2 separate regions of the Anas platyrhynchos genome follow, and region 2 is linked to region 1. A link is a contact called in public Hi-C data. All regions are on one chromosome and are shown on one strand. The core of a region is the stretch at or near the end of the contact, and the rest is flanking DNA. Distances in the headings are between cores, read along the strand shown.

Evidence for each region. A called contact is a pair of places that touch in the nucleus more often than the background predicts.
Region 2: a Hi-C map of subcutaneous adipose tissue shows a contact between it and region 1, with 4 times the contacts expected there. The contact joins two enhancer-like sites. A contact is called at or near these places in 3 of 8 Hi-C or Micro-C datasets (F1 follicle, skeletal muscle and subcutaneous adipose tissue).

What each region holds. Positions count from the first base shown.
Region 1 is chr3:38,196,892-38,202,783 of IASCAAS_PekinDuck_T2T, reverse strand. LOC119716379 (a long non-coding RNA gene) reads right to left here. Exons shown (of 2, transcript XR_011808179.1): 1 at 1-5,892. Among named protein-coding and RNA genes, the nearest start is that of TRNASTOP-UCA, 17 kb to the left of the region's middle. Within about 2 kb of position 1,518, at least 6 of the 8 cell types and tissues checked have an H3K27ac peak or open chromatin away from gene starts, as enhancers often do. A contact at or near this core is called in subcutaneous adipose tissue, where this site is marked.
Region 2 is chr3:38,690,232-38,696,160 of IASCAAS_PekinDuck_T2T, reverse strand. No RefSeq gene overlaps it. Among named protein-coding and RNA genes, the nearest start is that of PPP1CB, 35 kb to the right of the region's middle. Within about 2 kb of position 2,285, at least 4 of the 8 cell types and tissues checked have an H3K27ac peak or open chromatin away from gene starts, as enhancers often do. A contact at or near this core is called in subcutaneous adipose tissue, where this site is marked.

The sequences.
Region 1 (5,892 bases), core at 269-2,768:
TGTGTTTTTTTGTGGACATGGGCCTTGGTTCTTTAACTCTTCTGCCACCTTAGCTAAAAAGCGTGGACTCCTGGTGATAATGAGCTTTTAGAGGTTTTTTTTTCCTAAAGTAAAAATTTTACTTTCCTAAAGTAAAGTGTGTTGTAATTACACCGTTGTATCATCACTGCCATCGTGACAGTGGCATATAACAACAGTGAACTCTGTTTAATTAACATTTTTGTTATATTTTTAGGAACAAAGGTACCCAAAACATAAGAGGGGAAAAATAAAAAAAAAATATGAAACAGCAATTTTTCAAAGGCTGCCTAATTTTCACCAGGCTGTGTAGAAAAGAGCTCTCTTTGCCTTCAGGTTAAACCTGGAGATTGTAAGATTACGCTAATTTTGCTATATGAAATCATGGAAGCACTGGATAGATTTTGCAGAGGAACACCACTGCAAGTGTGTTCAGTTGTACCGGTCCTGGTGGTGTAACGTCTCTTGGGAACGGTGCTGTTGAATGTTCACTGTGTGAGTGGCACAGAAAGGTGTCTGACAGCTGCAAACCTACGTTTATGTGCAGGAACATAATTTCTTTGGTGAGGATGAGAATTACAGTGCTCCAAGTCACCTGACCCATCTGTCTGGTCTAATCATAGCTCCATTCTTTACCTCTTTCAGGCTGTTAACCTCTGACTCTTACTATAGCCTGAGCTTCATTTCTATCAACACAGACACCACATTAGCATCAGAATACGTAGGCCAGGGCTTGGTGATGAGCACTGACATAATGAGTATCTTGTTACCTGTGTGAGTCTGGTGGGACCACCACTGCACTACGTGATGTATGACTTGGGTATCTGTCTGTCTGTCCCGCCCGCAGCAATGTGCGTGTACGCATTGGGATGGCTCTGGTGCTGTGGTGATGATTTGCTATTGTTCTTGTTCTTTGCTCCACACCTATGAGGGTCTCCCACGCACCTGCTGCATGTGCTCCTATGTGAGGTGTGAGCAGGCTCACCTGGGGGAGCTGATTGCTCTGTGTCTGGGCTCATTGCTCGCCTACCAGGGACCTAGGACACAGCTGAGTAGTAAAAGTTTTTCAGAAACAAACTCCAGAAAACTATCACTGAATAAATCTAGCAATGCTGGCCGTGGTGTGGAAGCTAAGACAATTTATTTCTGCGTTGCCTCACCCGAGTGCAGTCAGGCTGGGTAGAGGCCCTGCTTCCATACCTCTGGAGGGCCAGGACCCTGGTGGCGGGCTGTGACAAGTGCAGTGCCCCTCACACAGTGCTGGGCAACGAGAAGGCAGCCCTGGGTGGGATTTAGGGACACAATCCCGGGCTGTAAGCGCTGAGGAGGGAGCATGTGGAGCTTGGGATCGTGCCCCTGGCTGCCTGCCTGGGAGCCACCCAGACCTTTGGCTAGCAAGGCGCAGCTTCCTGCTAGGTGCTTGCGTATGTGCTCGTCAGCCCGAAGCGGCTCCGAGCTGCTCTGTGGCAATCCCAGTTCCTGCCATCAGCCCACGGGAACTCAGAGCTGGGAAAACCCCCAAGCGCCTCACCCACCCGCCAGGCCTGGCTGGGAAGGGCTGAGCTGCTGTAGAGGCCAAGTCGTGGTCTATTGTGCCCTCTGGGGACGGCTCGTGTGTAACACAGGCAAGATGAAGCCTGCACGGCTTCTCACTGGGTTTCTCCCAGCCGGGGACCCTCCGTGGGTCAGGTTTATAGGACAGGAGCCAGCCAGCCCCTGCCTCTGCTCTGACAGTGCCTCCTAGCTCAGAGGTTTTACCCTAGAAGCAAAGGGACGTCAGGGAGGAGTGTGTGGTAAAATGTCCGTGACATTATTCCGCTCCCATCCCTTCTCCTGCCCCCTTTTCCTACTAATTTTAGTGCTAGCGTGCTTGCATGCAGAGCTTGCTGTTTCTGATCCCGAACTCATTTCCTCCTTCCCAAGGCCGTTTTCATCCTTGTTTATATAGCCACGCTGCCTGCAGAACTGTTCCAACTGGGATTTCTGGTGGAGAGCTTGCCAGTAACTGTCCATAGTTGTAAGAAACCGATAAAGGTTTCAGCATTTGGCCCTGGCTTTTAGAAGAGCCAGGGGAATGCACAGATGCAGCGTGCTGTCAGAGTTCAGAAAGCAGAGGACAAATGACAGGCTTGTGACTTATTCTTGTTAGAGAAGTCTTCCTTGGCAGGTTTAGTGATCTAAGCCTTTGGGGCAGAGGCTTCTGAGGACAGGTCGTCTTGTTCTCCTCCTCCAAGTGCCATTTGACTGGGTGCTCGGACCCCTTCTGCTGGCTTCTGGCTGGTTTGTGGCCACAGACCCTGAGTCATGAGAGCACTCTTTGTTTCTCCAGCTATTTTAAGGGCCGTGTGTTTTACTTCCGAGCCTTCCTCTGAGGACTCTGCTATATTTTTACTGCTGCAGAGGTCTCAGGCAGTACTCGTGTGTCTCTCCCCAGCCTTCCCTGTCGCACTAAGAGCATCTCCACAGCACAGGTTTGCCCAATGGCTTCAGTGGACACAGAACTGTTGTCCCCTGACTGAAGAGCTGGAGGTGGGGTATGTGAGGCTGCTGGGCAGTCCTGGCAGTTCTGTGAGGCATCACTGGTGTCCAGCTGGTATTTTCTTATGGAAATTTGAGAGCTCTGGCCAGGCCTGCATGAGGCACTGTGGCCAGGAGCCCCCCAGGCTGGCTCAGCCAGGTCAGAGCATGAGTGCAGCCAGGCTGTTCGCACCGAGGCACCCTGCTCATGCCAGGGATGAACTGCAAGGCAGCAGGATCAGACTTGCTCCTTCTGGAAATTCTTCCTGGAATTTCTTTCCCCAGTGAATATGAACATGGCTTTTTTTCCCACTTTCCTTGGAAGTACTGAAAATGCTCATAAAAGCAGATTTAGATGGGGTGCCCAGCTAGAGGAAGTGGGAACCCTCTTTGATGTCAAAAGCTGTCTTGTTTATACACTTGGTATGAGCCCAGAGGCTGTCTGGGCAGCCGGGAAGTTCCAGACAGGAATTTTCCCCCATCAAACTAGCAACCATAATAATATTTTACCCTTCTGCAGAGAGTGAGTGCTTGTTTCCTAGTGCTCTTTCTTCTGCAGGAGCCTGGGTCTCTTCTCTCTGATGCTGCCCTTCTGTAGTTTGAGGTTTCTTGTCTTTGACCTAAGGACTTTGAGTCTGAGGCAGCTGATGAGTAGGCTGGCCCTCTCTGGGGGGTGGGATGCACAGAGTGGATGGTCCATGTATCTCTAGACTGGCTGCACAGCAGGGCTCAGGACTGCTGTGCGATCCCAGCTGGGGATTGCTACCATTGAGGTGTTTGAGAAGAAACAGGCATCAGGCAGTTGCAGTGAGCGTATTTGGAGCAGAGGAGGTCAGAGACCATTTAGCCAGAAGTCATCATTCCTTTTTGCTTGCTTTTCAAGGAGCCAGGCTGCCCTGCTGTCCTGGAGCTTCCAGCTGCCCTGGAAGTGCTCCCATGCACCCCACAGCCCCGTGGGTCTCATGGGGTCCCTTTGGGGTCCCCTTTTGCAGAGGAACAAATGTTGGCAGCACCAGCTAAAGAAGCGTGGTGTAAAGTGTGATGGCAATGCTGTCTCTCCCTGGTTCTCAGTGTCTTAGCCACATGCTGACTTTCCAATTGGCCCTAATCATTTGTGGGGTGAGAGCAGGCACCAAGGGGATTGATTATAACAGGTATGGGGCTGCCCAGCAGTGCTGTTAAGAGGATCATCTTTTTCTTACTGCACTTGTGTGGCCTGTGCTGGCATGGTCAGCGCTTCTCTGTCAAATCTAGCTGTTCTCTATAAATCTATCTGTTAAGGTGACAGCAGCCTCTTTCCACCTGTGGGCACCTGTAGCAATGTGAATGGCTGGCAGCTGGCTCGTGGACAGAGCCCGGTGCCCTTTGCCATGCAGAATGCCCCAGCTGCCTCTTTCCTCAGTTGTACTGTTCTGCAAACAACTCTCATGGCTTTTATGGGCTCTCTGCTTTCTACCAACACATGCTGAACTGCAGCTGAGACAGCTGGAGGATGGCCCTGCTTGGTGGCACCATTCAAGACGTGCCCAGCTTTGCACCCACATCTCCAGTCTCAGCTTTCATCTTGCTTCTGCCTTGCTGCTCTCTCTTGGCAAGCGGATGCTCCTTCTGTGCCCAGCACTGTCTGCAGCTCTGCTGTTCCTCTCGGACATCACCCAAAATGAGAGGAGATGGATGGATTTTGTTTTCTTACAGCTCACCCATCTCCTTCTCCTGGTGTAATAAGGGCCGATGCCCAATAGATGGCACTTGAGGCTCTTCCCAGACGGGGCACGCTCCTGTTGCGGCACAGAGGAAGGGAGCCCGAGGTGGGCATCATCCCCAGGTGGTTTCCAGGGGTAAAATCAGTGCCCCTTTCCTCGTGAGCAGGCTTGGGCGGGTCTACCTGGTGGGGCCTTCTGCACCCACACACTCCTGATCTCTCATCTCACGGTGTGAGTGGTACACAATGGGGAGCACAGGGTGCAGAGGTGTTGGGTTGTCCTCTGGGCACAATGGGAAACAGCTCGGAGGGATCTCTGTGTTAAATTAATCCTCACTGCACTGTCTGCACCCACCCTGCTGGTCAGGATCCTCTCTGAGGAAGGTGGAGGAAGCTGTGGCTCCTCAAGAGCTAATGCAGTTCTCCAGGACTGTTTTCTCCATGCTAGCAGCAGGTAGTGACACGTGGGTTTTGTGGAAGTGAGGCGGGATCCTGCCACAGCCCTCTTGCTCTCTGTCACCACAACGCAATGTGTTCTTGCAGGGGAAGCTTGCCACCCACCTTCCTTTGGCTCCTGGCCTCGCTGCCAGGAACTTAAACAGGTTTTTGAGCAATGCTGGAGCAGGCGTGTGGCCTTGTCATAAATGTTATGCAATGAATTTTTCATGTTTTTATCAACTGACCAGAGGAAACTTGGCCTCTCTGACGGGGTTTGAGATTTGGGTTTGGTTTGAACCCAGTGTTCAGATCAAAACCCCAGGAGTGAGAAACCCACAGGAACCAAAAAGCCAAGCAGACTGATCACGTGAAATGCTTGGGAAGCGAAACCACTGAATTTTGCATAGCTCCAGCAGTGTGATCTGGTAACAGGCTAGGTTACACGCCGGGGCAGTCTGGGAGCATGCAGCCAGGGGCCAGGAGGTACAGCTCGTGTTCTTGGATCTTCCACGGCTTTCCACTGTGACCTTCAGAAAGTAATTTTCCCCAGTCTTAGTTTTCTCCATTGGAAAAAGGAGAAAACTTGCTCCTGGAAAGTATTTTGCTATCCTTGGGTAGAAGTTCCTTGGTAATATTCTGCAGCCCGTATGTGTGTTTCTGATGCATGGTGCAGCAGCACAACCCACTGCGCCCAGCTCGTGTGTTGAGCCTCGTTTTTGGGGCAGGGATTGCATGAGGAGGAAGAGCTGTGGCAATGGGGCTTCTTTTACTTCGGGGCTCTGCAGTTGCTTGTTGCTGGCTGCAGCAGTGGATCCCTGTACTGTGTTCAGAGGAGATGGATTCTCAGTCATCGGGCTTTTGGATGTACCTTAGTTATCAGCTAGGGGTCAGGAGTAACTCATACCTCACAACAGATGTGCTGCTGCATGCCTGTATGGAGGATTTCGGCTTTCCTCTGGCCTCTAATTCTCTCCTGTCAGAGGCAGGGTGCCAGGCTGGTGAGCTGGTATATGCAGTTACCTGTTGTCCTGTGTTCATGCGATAAGGAAACAGAAGAACCTAGGACAATGAATGGTGACTTAGAGTCTTGAGGTTGGATGGTGAGTTCAATTTTGTGTGACTGGGGGGGAAAAAAACAAAAAACACCTGAAAATATGTCCACAGTGTGAATGCAGAATTCAGAGAGCAAATACAGTTTTACAAATGAGTTAGTCTAC
Region 2 (5,929 bases), core at 1,036-3,535, 490 kb before region 1:
TATCTACTTTTTTGGCCAGGATACATGGCATCACACATCTCAGAGGCATATGTTCTTGGCATTGTTCACACTGCTGTATTGTTTATAGAACAATACTACCAATCATAGACACCTCTACTTGAACAGTTGTAAAATTGGTAGCCTGGATACCAGTAAGACACTTGCTAACACACCGCAGAACATGCAAACATCACATTAGGGCAAGTTACCTTGACCATATGTTACTGCAATTAGACCGTATATGATAAATCTGTTTTTAATAAGCTTCGGTGTCAGGGGCGACTGGTTCTCAGACTTGCCACCCTAATTTCCACTCCAAAGAAAGAGTCAGAATATGCACACAGACCTACAAACACCACTCACACCTGCATGTAAAGGCAGGACGTCACCGGAGGCCACAATCCAATGAATAGGGAGCAGAGGCAATAGAAATAAATGCAGCTTCTCAGGATGAAGTGTTCATAAGAATAAAGAACAAGGCTTTAAGTAGGTAGGGAACTATACAAGCAGCTCATGTCCCACCAGGCCTACAAAGCTTAGCACTCCCAAAACAGACACACTAAAGCTGGTTGAAGTCACACATCATTTTCCTGCAAGGAAAAAAAATTCAGCCTTACTCAAACAAGAGGTAAGCACCAACTGCATCACACCACTTTTAATTTTCCCTACAGGGAAACTTATGAAAATACTTTCAAATATTATTTTAAATAAGAGTTTTGAGTGTTTTCCAGTAAAAACTATGAGACTCCTACTTTCCAGTAGGCTGAGGTGCCTACTTCAAAAATACACATATATCCTTCCCACGTTCTCACTCTCCATTTTTTTCTCTGGGTAAGTTGCACAAGGCATTATGTGCAATCTCCTACATGGAAAGACGCACAATAATCCCATAACATGGGTTGCTGACATCGAAGACATGCTGCTTTTCTAAGGAATGGGGACAGATACACAACAAATGGAAAATCAGGTTTCAGAGAATTACAGTCATATGAAGCTTGTTGACAGGAATAGCAAAAAGCATCTCGTGAAGTTTCAGAAGTTCAACTCATACCTCACAGACGTGTTGACGTGGGATCTTCCACAGCTGCTAGGAGCACCAGGACATTGACAAGGGACTCCAGTGAGAAGAATCCACATCAGTGTGTTCACCCCCAGCCTTCATAAAAATAATCTATCAGCCACGTGCAAGACCACTATAGCATGCCAAACAAACACATAGCACAGGTCACCCCCTGGTGCTGGTAACAAAGCCAAGCAAGGAACGTGATTTTCATGTCTCACAATGGTCCTGTTTTGATTGAAGGCATCGGTTACAAGTAGAAACAGAAGAGGTTAATGTCCAGTAGCTGTTAGCGTAGGAAGATGAGCAGCTAATCTAGGTCAATTAGGACGCTGTACATTAACCCTGCGGCAGGTCAGTGCTACTGTCAATGAGACGGCACTGGTGTGAAACTGTGTGTTTTCTGCTTCCAAGGGCTATTCATGGGTCAGCAAACACACCAGAACAAAGCAGCGCCTGTGATATTGGCAGAGAAAGCACATCTGTTATTGCTCATTCTTTGAAAAGGTTAACGTGAAGGAAGAAATAAAGAAACCAGATAAAGACTGAGCAAGAACCATATTTGGAAGAGTTCCAGGCAAAAAAAAAAAAATCTTCCTTAGGAAATGCTGGCCATTGCTGCCTATGTTGTATAGAATGGGCATCAAGTAGGCAACTAACCCTGACTGCAGGCCTGAGTCAGGGACTCGCATGTTCACTCAAATCCTCACAAGCACTTTGCCAAAGTCCCTTGCTGTTTTTGTTTTCTACCATGACACTTATTTACCATAAAAGTGTGTGATTGTACTTATTGCTTAAGTAATTGTTGCTTACAGACTACTTCAACGTGAAGAGGGGGCAGGAGTTTATTGTATTTGCAGCACAGAACAAACATTTATTCATAAAGCATTACTATCATCAGTTGCAGCCACTTGGGTTTTCTTTTATGAAGAAAAGGACGCTAGTTGTCAAACAATGACTAGGGAGATAAGTGACCTATAAAAAATTTACGTGCATAAATCATAACCACACAAATACAGCTGGAGTAACTGTGTATGAACATAGTGTCCAATCACCTCAAAAACATCTCACCATAACTGCTCACAAATGATTAGTTCTCGATTTAGACTAGTAATATAAGGACACAGTGCTTCACCTAACGAAGCCTGCTTGTACAGACATGGGTGACTAAGCAAGCACTGACAAAGCCTCGACAGCAAACCTGCCCCCTTGCAGGCTCTGCCTGATGTGCTAATGCTTTTCTTACTCGTGGTACACAGGTGCCACCTCCTGGCTGTTTTGATACCTCAGACAAAAGTCTGTATCAAGCACTGAACGAGTGAGCATATTTCTTAGAGAGCAGTTCATCTACATGATGAAATACTTTAGTCCTTACTTTAAAATTTCTCCATTACCAGCTAAAAAAAAGAATATGCAGCTCTGCATGGGGACATTCTCACACCTGACGGGCATAAGTACGTGACAGACAAGTGACTGCATGATTCCCAGCAGTGCCCCACAAGGTACACTCAATCCCATCTCCCCAAGCCAGCCACAACTTCAGAACTCCATTTCCTCCCAGCCTGCTTCATTACCTCGAGCCAACATGCTGGGGCCCCGAGGACAAGCCATTATTTGATCGCAACTACCAGATACAGCTACAAAAGCTGAACACCTTTTATAACAGATGCATACTACTCATCAGGTGCAGATGCTTAGAGGTGTTTATTTGGCAGAAAGCTGCAAGGATCTGCTTGTTCTGAGCCTAGACTTTGCTGAAACACCTTTCTCAGAGTTATCACACCCTCCCAGCTTTATACACGCCTCATTGTCTGTACCATAGAAAAGCACAGGTCAGGGGGCCAGGTAATTTCAAGTGAAGCCCCCTGTGCTGGGTGATCACACTTGAAGTGGAAGGGCTGAGCAACTGTCCAAACCCAACTATGTCCTGTGAAGAGGCCCATAACCCATATGTGGGTGAGCAGAGACAGGCCCCTAGTGGAGCAGACAGGGCCTAACACTTTAGGGCAAGCACAAAGATAGGAATGAGTGGGCCCATACAAGCTTCCTGCAGTTCCACATGGCCCATGAAGGGCTAAAACCCCAACTTACCACTGTGGCCTAATGACAGAGGCAAGAATCACACCCACGGTTTTGAGGAAGACCAGAGAACCAGTCAGGATTGGGTACAGAAACCTTCATCTAGTCTGACAAAGCCTAGGAGGTCATTCCTTTCTATGATTTCTATGGCAGCTTTGATTTTTTCTTTTTCCCCTTAAGAATCCGCAGAGAATTTTAACAGACTTGGAGATCTATCAGACGTACAGGAACTAAATCTGTACTCCTTACCGAGGGAAGCCTAGTTTCAATGCAGCAAGCTCTGAGCTCTGATGAAGCCAAGTACTGTGGATATATTCCAGTGCTGATCAGGAGAGGTTTGCCTATCAGACGGGTGCTGGATAAACATGCAGTAAAATGCCAGTTCTGCAGCTTTTCATCCACTGAGCTTCAACCACTAGATGGCATCTGCGTGCTAGAGCAATTACAAAAACGTCAACTGGACGGGGTCCTTTTCGTAACTGCCTTTAAATAGAATTAGTACAAACAAGAGATTCAAGGAATAGGATGTATTTTCTTAATCCTAACTGGTAAAGGCAAGACAAAAGCCTCCAAGACCAGCATATCGGTTGCTTGTTGTTGTACCTCAAGGTAAGAGCCTTAAGTAGGAAAGGAATAAGGTGTTTACTATCAATCCTTCAACAGACTGGGGCCTTCAGCCTTGCAGCCCACGCTCTTAATAAAATCTATTTTCCTAGAGATGTGGTAAAGGTGTAATTAAGATATCCATTAAAACGTAATTCTCGTAACGTGTTCCCTCTCCCAGCATTTCACAGAAATTGCACATTCTATCTTGGATGAAGGTGCAAAAGCTTGCTCAGGAATAGCAACCCAAAAAGCAAATATAAAATATTTGGGGGGTAGCTAAAGGAAATTGCTGATTTATACACGCCCTGATATTCAACAAGAATAAAATCGCACAAATGCTGTAGAAAGTATCCAGAGGGAGCAATGTGAAGCAGTTGTACCTACCACACCATATGTAGGTTGGGACTTCAAAGCAAAATGGGGAAAATCATTACACTGGAAAATATTTACTCACCAAGGCTAATGTCCTTTGCACTTTTCTTAAAAATCAACATTGTGTGTTCCTCTGCATCATGTTATAAGCTACACCAGTTTGTCCACAAGATACTTTTCTTTCCCCCCAGCTAAGCCTTTTAAATAATTAGAGATGCATCCAGAATATTCTCTCACATCCCAAAGATTCAAACCTTTAAAGCAACATGAGCAGGCAGAACTTCCTACCAAAGGGGGGAAAAAGCTTCACTAAGTTATTCTGCTTTCCGCAAATATAATTCAGTATTTTCCAATGACTTATCTGTAAGAGACTAGAAAACTGTAATCCTGCCTATCTGCTTTGCTTCCTGCGTTCAACAGTAACTCAGAATAAAGTTCAAACACCGAAACTTACCCTTTGGGCATGCCTATCACACTTCAACAGGACATTTGTGTGCTGCTTGTTTGTAGAGCTCTGCCAGGGAATACTATGCTATTCTCATCTTACCATAAAACTTTTATTTCCACCTGAAGACACAGAATAACCTTTTCTGATCTTTATTAGCAGCTGGATCTAGTTAGCACCTGCTCTCTGATACAGTTGCTCCAAAGATTTGAGGTTGCAGTAATCCAAACACAAAGCTTCATCTGCAGATACAGTTAAATAAGGCAGCAGAACTCAGGAAAGGGGCTGGGCCAGGCCACCTGTAGTACACAGACTAAAGCTCCAGGTGTTCAGGCTGTTTCAAGACAGTAACCAGTTTTCCTTGGAAGAGATTACTATAACCACATATTGGCAACTGCTGGATGGAAAGCTTCTTTTGAATTGCTTTGTCATTCTCATGTCTTTGAACATACAGGTATAGGGATTAACTGGAGTTAAAGCAGGACAGGGGAGAACAGAATGAAATTTTGTCCTTATTACAAATGAATGCATTGAGATTATTTATTTTAGCAAGGCACATACAGAACAAATAACTGGATAATTGAGTGTTTCTTAACAACTTGAGGGATCTTCAAGGCAGTACCAGTTCTAGAAATCCCTGGAAGATGAGAACCTGGCAGGCCTGTAACAACACACAGTACCAGGTTTGCAGCTTATCTTGGTAACTCATTTATTGTCCCAACACTGACTTACTGTCATGTGGTTTTCGAGTGTTTGGTCCAACACGGTTTGAGGTTCCTTCAGCTTTGATCATCTGATAAAAGCAGTAAGAAGAATGTTTGGTTATAAGCCCATGAGCTGTGTGCAGCCACCTGGTTCGATGCTGCCATCAAAACCTTGGTCAACCTTTGGAATAAAGCAAGCAAAATCAGTTTCTGAAAAATCATACAGATGCACCAAGCGTGCCCTTGAAAAATGCTCCAGCTAATTAGCACAAGCAAGCAGAGTACAGAAGAGAAAAACATCAAGGGCTGTGTCCAAATATTTCAAGCCTGGCATTGATTCACTGAATTGCTTTTTGCTATTGATAAGTAGGACTACGTGCTTAGTATGCAGTTCTAACAGTCAGGCCTCCTCAGATGCACAAAGAACTGGTATTTAAATATGCACTGAAACATGAACTTCAGCTCAGTTCTGTTTTGCATTAAAATTACACTATTCTCTGAAGCACATGATTAGCCCATGCGGACTGAGACAGACATCCAAAACATGTTGTGCTGTAGTCACCTCTGATCCAACATAAGGAGACATTTTCTTGCTCTTGATTTTTCCACCAGACTATCTGAAGCCAAACATTCACACGTAGCTTCAGGGACATTACAAAGGAG